Regions from separate parts of the Sander lucioperca genome. Here region 1 is linked to region 2. A link is a contact called in public Hi-C data. All regions are on one chromosome and are shown on one strand. The core of a region is the stretch at or near the end of the contact, and the rest is flanking DNA. Distances in the headings are between cores, read along the strand shown.

Region 1 (5,452 bases), core at 2,403-4,902, 150 kb after region 2:
AGATAGATTAACACAAGCAGATGTGAGATTGCACGGAATGTCGGTTTGTTGGAGTTGATTAACGGATTCATCCAATTTTCTTCAAACTTAAGATTCATCTCAGAACATAAACACTTTTTTTCATTTCCAAGATGGAATTTGCTGTCTGCACAAACATGTAGAACAAATTATTTTAAAAATCCATTAAAGTCATTAGCACACTGAACTCTGTTCAGTTTAGCATAACCATGAGTATACTTTAACTGCAGGAGAGCTCTGCTATTTTTAAGAAAAATCCCTTGTATTCTGATATTAATTCTTCAAAAAGTGTCAAGTGGCAGCGACTTGAATGAGCAGTGAAGCTGTTATACCATTTTTCTCTTTGTAAGTTTCACCATAGCGTGAATATAAAAAAATACAGGTGTCTTTCATCTGGAACTTACAGTAGGTTCCTTGGTTCATTCATAACTGCATTGTAACAATTGGTTATGGATATTAGTAGGGAGACACAGTATTTTTAATACAGGCTTTGTCTATAAAGTGACCTAAAAAATATTTTTGAGTTGCAGTTAAATACAGTAAGATACAGTGAAGGCATATGCATTGATGTGCATTAACTTGTTTCAGAAAAAAACACCTACACCTTAATAGACCTTTTTTACAACAGACACATTTGCCCTATTTACACTTCTAATAGCAGGAAAAGCACTGTAATAATCAATCAAACTGTGTAATCAATAACATTTACGATGACTGTCTCATTTAGAGTCAACATGTACCTACATGCACAATACCAGAGCCCTGGAACTGAAACCCTCAAATGGAATGTAGCCATCGTTAATGTTATTAAATTCACCTGTGCTTATCATGCTATGACAAGTCCATATGTCTGCAGTGAAAACTGTCTAGTCTACGAATAAAATTGCACACATTTTTATTTGTAATGATAAATAGATAGATAGATGGATAGATATTTATTGATCCCAAAAATGGGAAATTACAGTGTTACAGCAGCAAAATATCAGTCACACAGCACAGAATACATAAAATACTAGGATACAATATACATGAAATAATAGGATACAATATACATACATACATACAATATGCATGAAATAATAATAGGATAGAATACAAGAACAAATATTTAAAATAAATACAAGTTGGGAATACAAAATGTAGCCTACAACTGCTTAACTCATAATGATAAAGATGTAGATAAACCTATTGTGCAAGTTGCATTTAGTGCAGATGTGATGTCTAAGAGTCTTATCTAGCACCCAGTGATGAGGTGTTAAAAAGTTTTATTGCCTGTAGTAGGAATGATTTCTTGTAGCGGTCCGTGCAACAACGAAGCTGTCGGAGCCTCTTAGAGAAGGTGCTCCTCTGTTGGACCATTGTGGGGTGGAGAGGGTGGTCGGGGTTATCCATGATAGATAACAGTTTGTTCAGTGACCTCCTCTCCACCACAGCTTCAAATGTCTCCTGTTTGCAGCCAATAACGGAGCCAGCCTTCCTCATCAGTTTGTTCAGTCTGTTTGTTTCGCTGGCTCCGATGCTGCTGCCCCAGCAGATGGCGGAGGAGAACAGAGCGCTGGCCACAACAGACTGGTAGAACATCTCCAACATTCTGCTGCACATGTTGAATGAACTCAGCTTCCTCAGGAAATAGAGTCTGCTCATCCCCTTCTTGTAAACAGCAGTGCTGTTGATTTTCCAGTTCAGCCTGTTGTCGATGTTGACACCCAAGTATCTGTACTCCCCAACCATGTCCACATCTCCACCCAGAATGCACAGGGGCTGCGGAGACGTTCCCTTCCTCCTGAAGTCAATCACCATCTCTCTGGTCTTATCCATGTTCAGCAGCAGGTGATTCTTACCAGTCCACTCTACAAAGTTGTCCACCAGTGTTCTGTACTCTCCCTCCTGTCCATCCCTTATACACCCAACAACTGCAGAATCATCAGAGAACTTCTGTAGGTGACATGACTCTGAGTTGTACTGGAAGTCTGTGGTGTATAAGGTGAACAGAAAGGGAGACAGCACAGTCCCCTGTGGAGCCCCCGTACCACTCACCACCACACCAGACAAAACACGGTCCAGATGGACAAACTGTGGTGAGCCTGTAGATGCACCGACACCCATCATCTGCAGCTTCTCACCTAGTAGTGGCTGGATGGTTTTGAATGCACTGGAGAAATCAAAAAATGTGATTCTCACAGTGCCGCCAGAAGATCTCACCTGTGGCCTCAGGTAGGCCAAGACCAGCCTCTCCAGCACCTTCATCACATGGGATGTGAGAGCAACTGGGGCGGTAGTCCTTGAGGCCAGATGGAGTCGACTTCTTGGGGACTGGGACAAGGCAGGACGTCTTCCACAGCAGCGGCACCCTCTGCAGGCTCAGGCTCAGGTTGAAGAGATACCGGAGAACACCAGACAGGTGACTGGCGCAGGTCTTCAGGACCCTGGGGCTGATGCTGTCCGGCCCGGCAGCCTTGCGCTGGTGAAGCCTCTCCAGCTGTCTCCTCACCTGGCCAGGTGTGAATGAAAAGCAGATAATGTATTAATCACAAACATTGAAGCCACTACACTGTGGTTATCCAGTTTCTTTTCAATATCAGACATGTGGCCTATGCTAAATGTGTCCTTGCTGCAGTGCATACATTTAAATACAACACTGTTCTACTCTTGAAGTGTGTTAAAACATGCATTATAATTTACCTTTTCTTGAAGACCTTGGAGAAGGTGAAAAAGTCTAGATTGTAAATGTTTAGTTAATTAAACAATAAGTGAATTGACAGAAAATTAATAATTGACTACTGCTATAATTTACTTACTTTAATAGGCCTAATGATAATTTTTTAAGCACAAAAAATGCCCCAAAGTCACTGGTTCTAAAGATATTTATTTTTTTGACTGTTGGTCAGACAAAACAAGCAGTTTAGATATGACAACTTAGGCTTTGGGAAATTCTGATGGGCATTTTTACATTTTTTCCTGATATTTTAGGCTATATCAAAAAATAATCAAGAAAATAATTGCAGATTAAAATAGGCATTAAGAATATACTATTTAGTTGCAGAGTTATCCCAAACATACACACAATCTAATCTAAAACATGTTGGCTATTTCCATTAAAGAGATCCAACTTTACAACTCTTTCTTCTCCTTTCCATGCATTTATACCATAGACTGTATAAGTTATACAGTATATTGTTGTTCCCGGTGAATTGTGTTTAACTATTTTAAACACCAGAGGGCGTTTATGAGCTTTTGCAACAACTAGACCCCAGCCTCCATTTATAAAACCTCTATCGTAGGAGCGAAGGTAAAATCAATAAGTCCCTGAAGATAAGTGCTAGTCTTCAACCTAAAGTTTACTACAAGAAAGTAAGCTTGTCTTTCTCTCTTGTTTCAAGATGCAAAAGTGTGGGACTTGAACGAGACAAACCCCCTGTTGTCACGATGCATAGCTTGGCCTTAAACTACTTGGGCTTAAACTCAAAAATATGTAGGCCTAAGTAAAGTAAATTGAAAGTTGAAATGAGTCATTAAAATGCATGAAAACAGAAAATTGTATTTGCAATGAAAATGTATTAAAACCAACTGGAAGTGCAAGGTGAAACGGTTATAAACAAGGAGGCGTATTCATATAATGTGACCACTCCTCTCTGTCAGGCTGAGCTTCCGTGTTTACACACACACAAAAAAACAGGACACTAGTGGCCGTCAGACGAATGTTTACCGAGCAGACATAGAGTGGTGGTGAGGAAAGTGACAGTCACATTGGAGGCTTGGTGTATGGTGAAACACAGGTGATTTCAGCTTCCACGGTTGCATTTTACAGCGGAATGTTCACTCGAAGGGGGCATGGAGACGTCAAGAAATCTACACAGAAAGTTCTGGACCCAAAGAAGGATGTACTGACCCGGCTCAAACACCTCCGGTCACTGTTAGGTGAGTTAAATGTCACCAGGCTTTTGATGCTGCATCGCCGAGGCTTAGCTAGCCGAGCTAGCTAGCTGGCACCAGCCGACAGCTAACGTCAGACAAGGCGTCAGGTTAGCTGGCTGACTGTCACTGCGCTGACAAATGCAAGCTAACTGACCGGTACTAAAAATTCCCTCTAAAAACCACCTTTGCTATTTGAAGTGTTTGCCATCCACCACACGTTTTTATTGATTTTTTTTTACGTACTAATATCAGACAAGTCGCACTGTGAAAAGGCATGGATGCTAGCTAAAATGAGCTAGCTCCCCTTGCGGCTAACTAGCCAGCCAATGCTAACCGATGCTGCCTTGTCAGGGCATCAGTCGTAAAGAAGCAGTTGTCTAACGTTACCACAACCTTTGTTGTCTTTTAGCCCTGTGTCACCCTGGCTGTTTTAAAAACCCAGTAATTGCAACTCTCTGTCTCGACACATTACAAACAAGCCACAGTTTTAATACTTAATAGGTTGAAGTGATAATATAGCTTTCCTCTAGCTGGTTGCATTGTGAGCTGCTATCAAGTTATTCTATCCTTCTAGAGATATTTGATTTGAAAATTATGAAAAATGTAAACGTTACGAAAGTAAACAGGTGAAGTCCTTTTGTTTCTTTCATTAGACAAGGAAGTGCAGTATTTATGACCGTCATAAAACTGTTGTGTACCTGTTGTTCCAGCCCTGTCTTCCTTCACTATGATAATCGAAGGAATTGCTCTGTACTGTAGAAGCCTGACTTGTGCTGTACATCAGAGTTTTGTATTACATATAATGGAACCTATTTCCAATCCACTCTTATGGTTTCATTCATTGATCAACAATCACGATGGCTAAATAGTCCAAATCCACTTTGCAAAACATGTAGCTTAAGTTGAAGGCAAAGGGCATGCAAGTTAAATAGTTTATGTCCATTCTGTTTTGCTAAGTCTGCGTGTCTCAAAAACACATCTAAACAATACAGCAAGGTTTTTTTTTTTTTTTTTATAGTGTAACTTCAGGTGTATGGTAGGTATGCAGATATACGTTTTTCATTGCATATCACCTGAGTATTCATTCTGTTACAACCAAGATGACCTTCATACTACTGGGGACTGCACATAAAACGGGGTCAGTGAATACTTTAGGAAAGTGTGGAGAGGAAGAAAGCTGTCAGGAGGGAATTGTGAGCTATGGAGGAAAACTGCATTGGATTCATTATAAGTGCAACATACTGTATGATGTTCTTTCTCTACTGAATTTCAGTCAAAGTAGGTCACTTATGCTCTGTACCCGTAGAGTTTGTCTCTGGTAAGGATGAAGGTCTCTAACCATTGCAGTTTAATATGTAATCTAATCAACTCGTCATTACACAATAAAGTAGTATAGGTGAAGTTGATATTCTGATCATTATTACTGCTTTGTCTCTCTATTGATATGTTTTGATATTTGCCAAAATGCCATGGTTTACAGTATTTAAAAAAAGTAATATAACTTGATTCCTGAACCTTT
Region 2 (5,824 bases), core at 752-3,251:
GCGTAAAGCTCTCTGGGTGTCTGCTGCGGGCTGGATGTCCCTTCATATGTCGGATTTAGCTGTGCAGCATTACTTGGTGGATCAGGTCAGTAACCTCTCTCTCCCTTATAGAAGCTCAGGCGCTGCTTCAGTTTGTCCATATAGCCCGCGCTGCTCAATGGAGCCTTTGTGGGAGGTTGAGACTTGTGATTAATTCTGCCAGTCTGGTGAAATATTTACCTCAGGTCTGTATATGTCAGCTGCACTTCTATATGGACCAGAAACCTTAGAAACTGTGTTCCAGAGACAGTCTGGAAATGATGCAATGGCAGTTTAGGTAATTATGTTCAATATTACATTGTATTGCACAATAATACGATTATACTACTATGGGAAAAAACGATATCATAATAATCATAATAATCATAAAATAATTTAGAAAGTGTCAATTCAATCAATTTAATTTAATTTCAATTCAACAATCTGTGGAACTACAAGAAACTAAAAGACACAATAATTCCTGGCTTTCCTTCATGGAGACAGACTGTGTGTGTGTGTGTGTGTGTGTGTGTGTGTGTGTGTGTGTGTGTGTGTGTGTGTGTGTGTGTGTGTGTGTGTGTGTGTGTGTGTGTGTGTGTGCTGAGATGAAGGACTTTTCCTAACATTGTGGAAGGATCCAGGAATTGAATGAAGAGATAGTCCATTTAAAGCAGTTGAATGCCATGACAACTAGGAACAACCTCAGATTTATTCCAAACAGTTAGAAAGCATTGTGCACGGGGCGTCAATCATCTATTATTTCGCCCCTGAAATAAATGCAAAAACTGCGACCGGACAAAAGCTTCCAACAGGAGCCGGACATTTGTCTACATTTCCCCCATTGTCTGCAGCTTAGCAATCGGTTTGTATTTGTGTTTGCCCGGGTCCGACCACCCAGGATGCGCAGAGGACTTGCTAAAAAACGTGAAACATTGTCACCCACATCACATACTGGATAGGAGGCAGAGGGAGGAGAACGAAAGGGAAAGTCTTGAAGGGGAGGAAAATAAAGTAACCAACAATGGTACTCGGATTTCCACAGAAAAAGCAAGATGGAGCACTTTAGAGGGGGCTCTACACACGCAGAAAACAAATATTAGGATGCGCTGCCAGGATGAAGCTGAGGAGATTAATTGAGGGAAAATGCAAACGATTTTTAAATTTGTAATAGTGTAATTGCATTATAAAGTATGCAGAAATATGTATACATAAACTGAGAAAACACTGATGTAGGCCTATTGCTTTTTTATGCTATATAGGTTATCACCATTATCATTATTATTATTATTTTATCATTATTAATAATATTATTTCTGTTATTTTTATTAAAGGTATAATCATTACAGGTATTGTTATTGTTGGCTTTATAGTCTTCATTATCAGTGTCCCATTTGGATAGGCCTACAGTCTTAAATACTTGCTTAGCGCTTTCAAACAAACAGTCCTGCTTCAGTTTCAACACAGCCTCTTGTCCTTAAGCCCTGGCAAAAATATTGACACAAAAGGTTTACATAAATTATCCCCGAATATTTGAACAATAGCCGCTCATCCTCGTGGTTCCCATCGCTAAAAAAAAATAAAAAATACCCCAAAATGCAGTTTTTTTTATGTATGAATATATTGTTGAGGAAAGTAAAAGGCAAAAGCTTCAGTGGGAGCAATTTGTTTAAACGGGATTTTTAAGTATTGTGAGTATGAAGCTACTTGGAGGTTCTTTGTATGTAAATATGGTGTAAAAAAGGCCCTCCCAGTCTTTGTAATTAATTGACACGTTATACCACTCATCATGCTCTGAAGCACCAATGGTAGAGGCTCGGATCTCCCCAAAACCCACAATTTCACATCTGCAAACACTGTCTTCATCCACTTGACTCCTAAGACCCGCCCACACGTGGCCAACCTTTCGCGTGTTTTAATGCTTTTACACTGCAGGTTCATGTGTTGAGACCAACCTTATATGGACTGATCGGACAAGGTAATGGCTTATTTCCCTCTAGCATCCAGCAGTAGCACAGTATCCATGAGCCACATATAGCACTTCAGCCACTTTGGCATTCTTCCTGGACTTACAGACACTGAATCCACTGCTACTTGCTTAGGTAATGGTTATCCACAGTGGCTGCTTTGACTGTACTTCAGCGTAGAGCGACTCTTACTCGTCCTATTTTTCCTGAAACATCGCCTCTGCTTTTTTCTTCCTAAACAGCGGATTGTCCGAAAAGCTGGTGCAGCAACTTTTCCCTGCATATTTCCCCCCACCAGAATATGTCGTTGACCAACACAAAGACGGGCTTTTCTGTAAAGGACATTTTGGACCTTCCTGACACAAATGACGAAGAAGGATCTATCACCGGAGCGGAGGAAGACACGGAGGGATCGGAGACCACGTCCACGACAAAAAACACTGGAGTTTTGGTGCAAAGTCCTCTAGAAAACGTTCCTAATCTGCCTTTAAAGAACCCCTTTTATGACAGTAGTGACAATCCTTACACACGATGGCTTGCTACTACGGACAGTATTCAATATTCATGTAAGTAGAGTCTAAGAACCCTTCTTGATCTTGTTGATAATGACTTCTGTGATATTTATAAGCTATGCGGTTACATTAAGCCATAATTGATGGCATGCAGACTCCTATTCCATCCGAACGATGCCCCTGGGTGGCGTGCAGCATTCATTTTTATGCACCGTGCACTGCTGCGCTCGTTTTGAGGCGTTTACAGCTCAACAAATGCATGCAGTGTTTAGGCTCAACGCACTTTGCATTGTAAGAATGTGATCGATAAAGCACCGTGGAAAAACAAGGAGGTTGTAAGTTATTCGGAGTATAAGCACGGTGTGAAATATAAGACTGCATTATGTGGGGATTTACAGGCAGACAATGCATCTTTTAATGCTTCACTGACTCGTTCTGCTTGTGGAGATTTGGGCTGAAGATTTTTCCACTTTAAGAATTACACTAACGAGTTCAAATTAGCCAAAATGTCCCGGTGTTTTATTATTTAGCCATTTTTATGTCTTAAAAAATGTTATCTGTGTAATCCTGTTTTGACAAGTGCTCGATCAGGTTATTTTTCTTGTTACGCAGCAGCACCATTATTTGCCAATGCACCCAAAGTTTTGATTGCTGAATAGATGGCTTGTGCTTATGATAAATGTCTCTGGGAACTTTACAACATAACATTTTGACAGTGTTTCTCCCGTTTCTTGCCGCAGTGCACGGTCTATCCGCCAGCTCTCAGGACTCGGCCAAGTCCCCGGAGCCGTCTGCGGACGATGAATCGCCGGACAACGACAAGGAAACTTCCAGCAGCGGCGGCAGCGACTCCGGCAAGAAACGGAAAAGGAGGGTGTTGTTTTCCAAGGCGCAAACCTACGAGCTGGAGCGTCGCTTCAGGCAGCAGAGGTACCTGTCCGCCCCGGAGAGGGAGCACCTGGCCAGCCTGATTCGCCTCACCCCGACCCAGGTGAAGATCTGGTTCCAGAACCACCGGTATAAGATGAAGAGAGCCCGGGCCGAGAAAGGTATGGAAGTGACCCATCTCCCTTCTCCCAGGCGGGTGGCCGTGCCCGTCTTAGTCAGGGATGGAAAGCCTTGTCACACTCTTAAAGCTCAGGACTTGGCGGCCACTTTTCAGGCCGGGATCCCCTTCTCGGCTTATAGTGCCCAGTCACTCCAACACATGCAGTATAACGCGCAGTACAGCGCCGCGGCCACGCCACAGTTCCCAGCACATCACTTGGTGCAAACGCAACAGTGGACTTGGTGAGAGAAATTATAGAGACTTGGCTTGGAGGCACGGTAGGGAGTTTCACCACAAAGCAAAGAAAAAAAATAAAACGCAAAAAACAAAAGACTTTTCATTTTTGCAGCTTGACTCATATATATATACTACCATTTTTATTCGGGGCTCATGTGTGCGCCGTGTTTACATGTTTTCGTTAAGAGAACTGGGTCCGAACCTCTCCCTTATAGATTTTATTGAGAATGTCAATGCTCTTCTTGTGAATTTTTTTGTAAAGTATGTTGTGTGTTGGTTGTAGAGATGTTTTTCTCTTTTTTTTTTCTTTTGTCCCTTCGTGTTATTATCAGCACGTACGAACCACTTTATAATTATAGAAATTTTAATTTCTTGCTTCTTTTATGGACCGAAAAAATATTTATGGCCATGAATAAACACTGGCAACTTTGCAGCTATTTTCCTTTTGTTTTTATTTCCTGTAAATATTTTGTGGCAAATGTTTGCAACCTAGAGAGCTTTAGGGAGCTTGAAGCTGAAGATTGGCCTCTATATATTTACACATTTTAAAAACAACGGGGGAGTGATTTTTGGCAAAACGTTGTGACTACACATATGTAAATAACAGTGTAGCCGCGCGATGTTGGCTAAATATCCCACATTTTTTATAAGGATTTTAAAATAAAATGCTGTGTTTTTGAAAAGAGGGTTTGGTTTATATAAGTGTCCATATTCGATTTGATCATCTCTGAAAAGACATCTAAACATCACAATGAAAGGCGAGGAGCTAAACACTATATTGTGGGACAGAATGGAGCTTGACTCTGGGAATAAATCTCTAGCGCACTTCAGTTCTTTCTTTTTAGGCAAATTTAATCCGGAGAATATTTTTTCCCAATCCGAACACCTCACTAATAAAGAGCCTAAAGTCACTTGTGAAATGGGACTAAAATCCACTCACTTAGTATAAGAGGGCTTCTTCACATAAGAAGCCTTTGAGTCAAAAGCTCTCCTTTTTGTCAGCATTCCCACTCCCGGCCTTGGGCGTAAAGTGGCAGACTGTGGGGGGAAAATCGTTTTAATGCAATAAATGTTTTGTTATCTTGTTAAGCGCTAAACTGCAAATAGAGCAGGAATAATCAATGAGTCACCAGTCTTCTTTGTTTAACCACGGCCAACGGTCAACTAAAATACGCACGGCTTAGAGGGGCTTTAACCGCCTAATAAAGTTACTTTTCATATGATCATATAACGTGTTAGCAATGACATTCCACGTTCAACTATACTTTACTCTAATAGTCACCATCTTCTTTAAAGTGAAACCAAAACAAGCACAAATGGCTCCCCAGTGACCCGTAGCGCACTGCGGATTATCAGATCCAGTCAATATCTTGGGTAAATATGATAACCTAGTAGAAAAATCTATGCATCATGTTTGTCCCGGGACAAAAATCCCACAACAGATGTTAGAGTCGCCCCTATCATCACTGAACAAACAGCCAAATTGGGCAGATTTGCTAATTATTTACAGAATTGAGTCTCAAGGGGCTACTGCTTTTGTGGGCGACGCAGACTCAATTTGTCCCGGACAGAGAGGTTTTGTGTTTCAACACTGGTTGAGCGTGTAGGTCAAATAAATCAGCAGTTTGCTTATATTTTTTCGTTTTTTATGTATTTGTGGATAAACAAGAAATTACGTGTTGCTTATATCGTGCCAATCATCGCCTATAGCAATATGAAGTATGAGGAGAAATACGATATGATATGGGAATTATGAAGTATATTGCCAGAGGTGGTGATGAAGGACTGGCTGTGATTGGATTGTTGTGGTTGATATTCTGGCTTCTTAAAAAAAAAAAAAAAAAAAAAAAAAAGGAACAAATGGGATTGAAGACTAATATTTAAAACCTCATAGAAAAATGTAGACCTTTGTGTGGCTCTTTGCCTCCAGATTTTGCCTCTGTGATGAGACAGTTTGGTGACTCTATCATTGCATAATACAGTACACGACACAACAGTAGAGACAAAAGCCCCAGCCTGGTTTTGCTGGATGTTAGAGGCGTGCA

What was found. Hi-C and Micro-C count contacts between places; a contact is called where the count stands out from the background.
Region 1: a Hi-C map of liver shows a contact between it and region 2, with 3 times the contacts expected there. The contact joins the promoter of ralgapa2 here to the promoter of nkx2.2a in region 2. A contact is called at or near these places in 2 of 2 Hi-C or Micro-C datasets (liver and muscle).

The regions. Positions count from the first base shown.
Region 1 is chr18:16,755,206-16,760,657 of SLUC_FBN_1.2, forward strand. ralgapa2 (ral GTPase-activating protein subunit alpha-2) reads left to right here and starts at 3,653. Exons shown (of 41, transcript XM_035994939.1): 1 at 3,653-3,936. The coding sequence starts at 3,831.
Region 2 is chr18:16,603,559-16,609,382 of SLUC_FBN_1.2, forward strand. nkx2.2a (homeobox protein Nkx-2.2a) reads left to right here and starts at 2,002. Exons shown (of 3, transcript XM_035994902.1): 1 at 2,002-2,548; 2 at 3,211-3,543. The coding sequence starts at 2,284.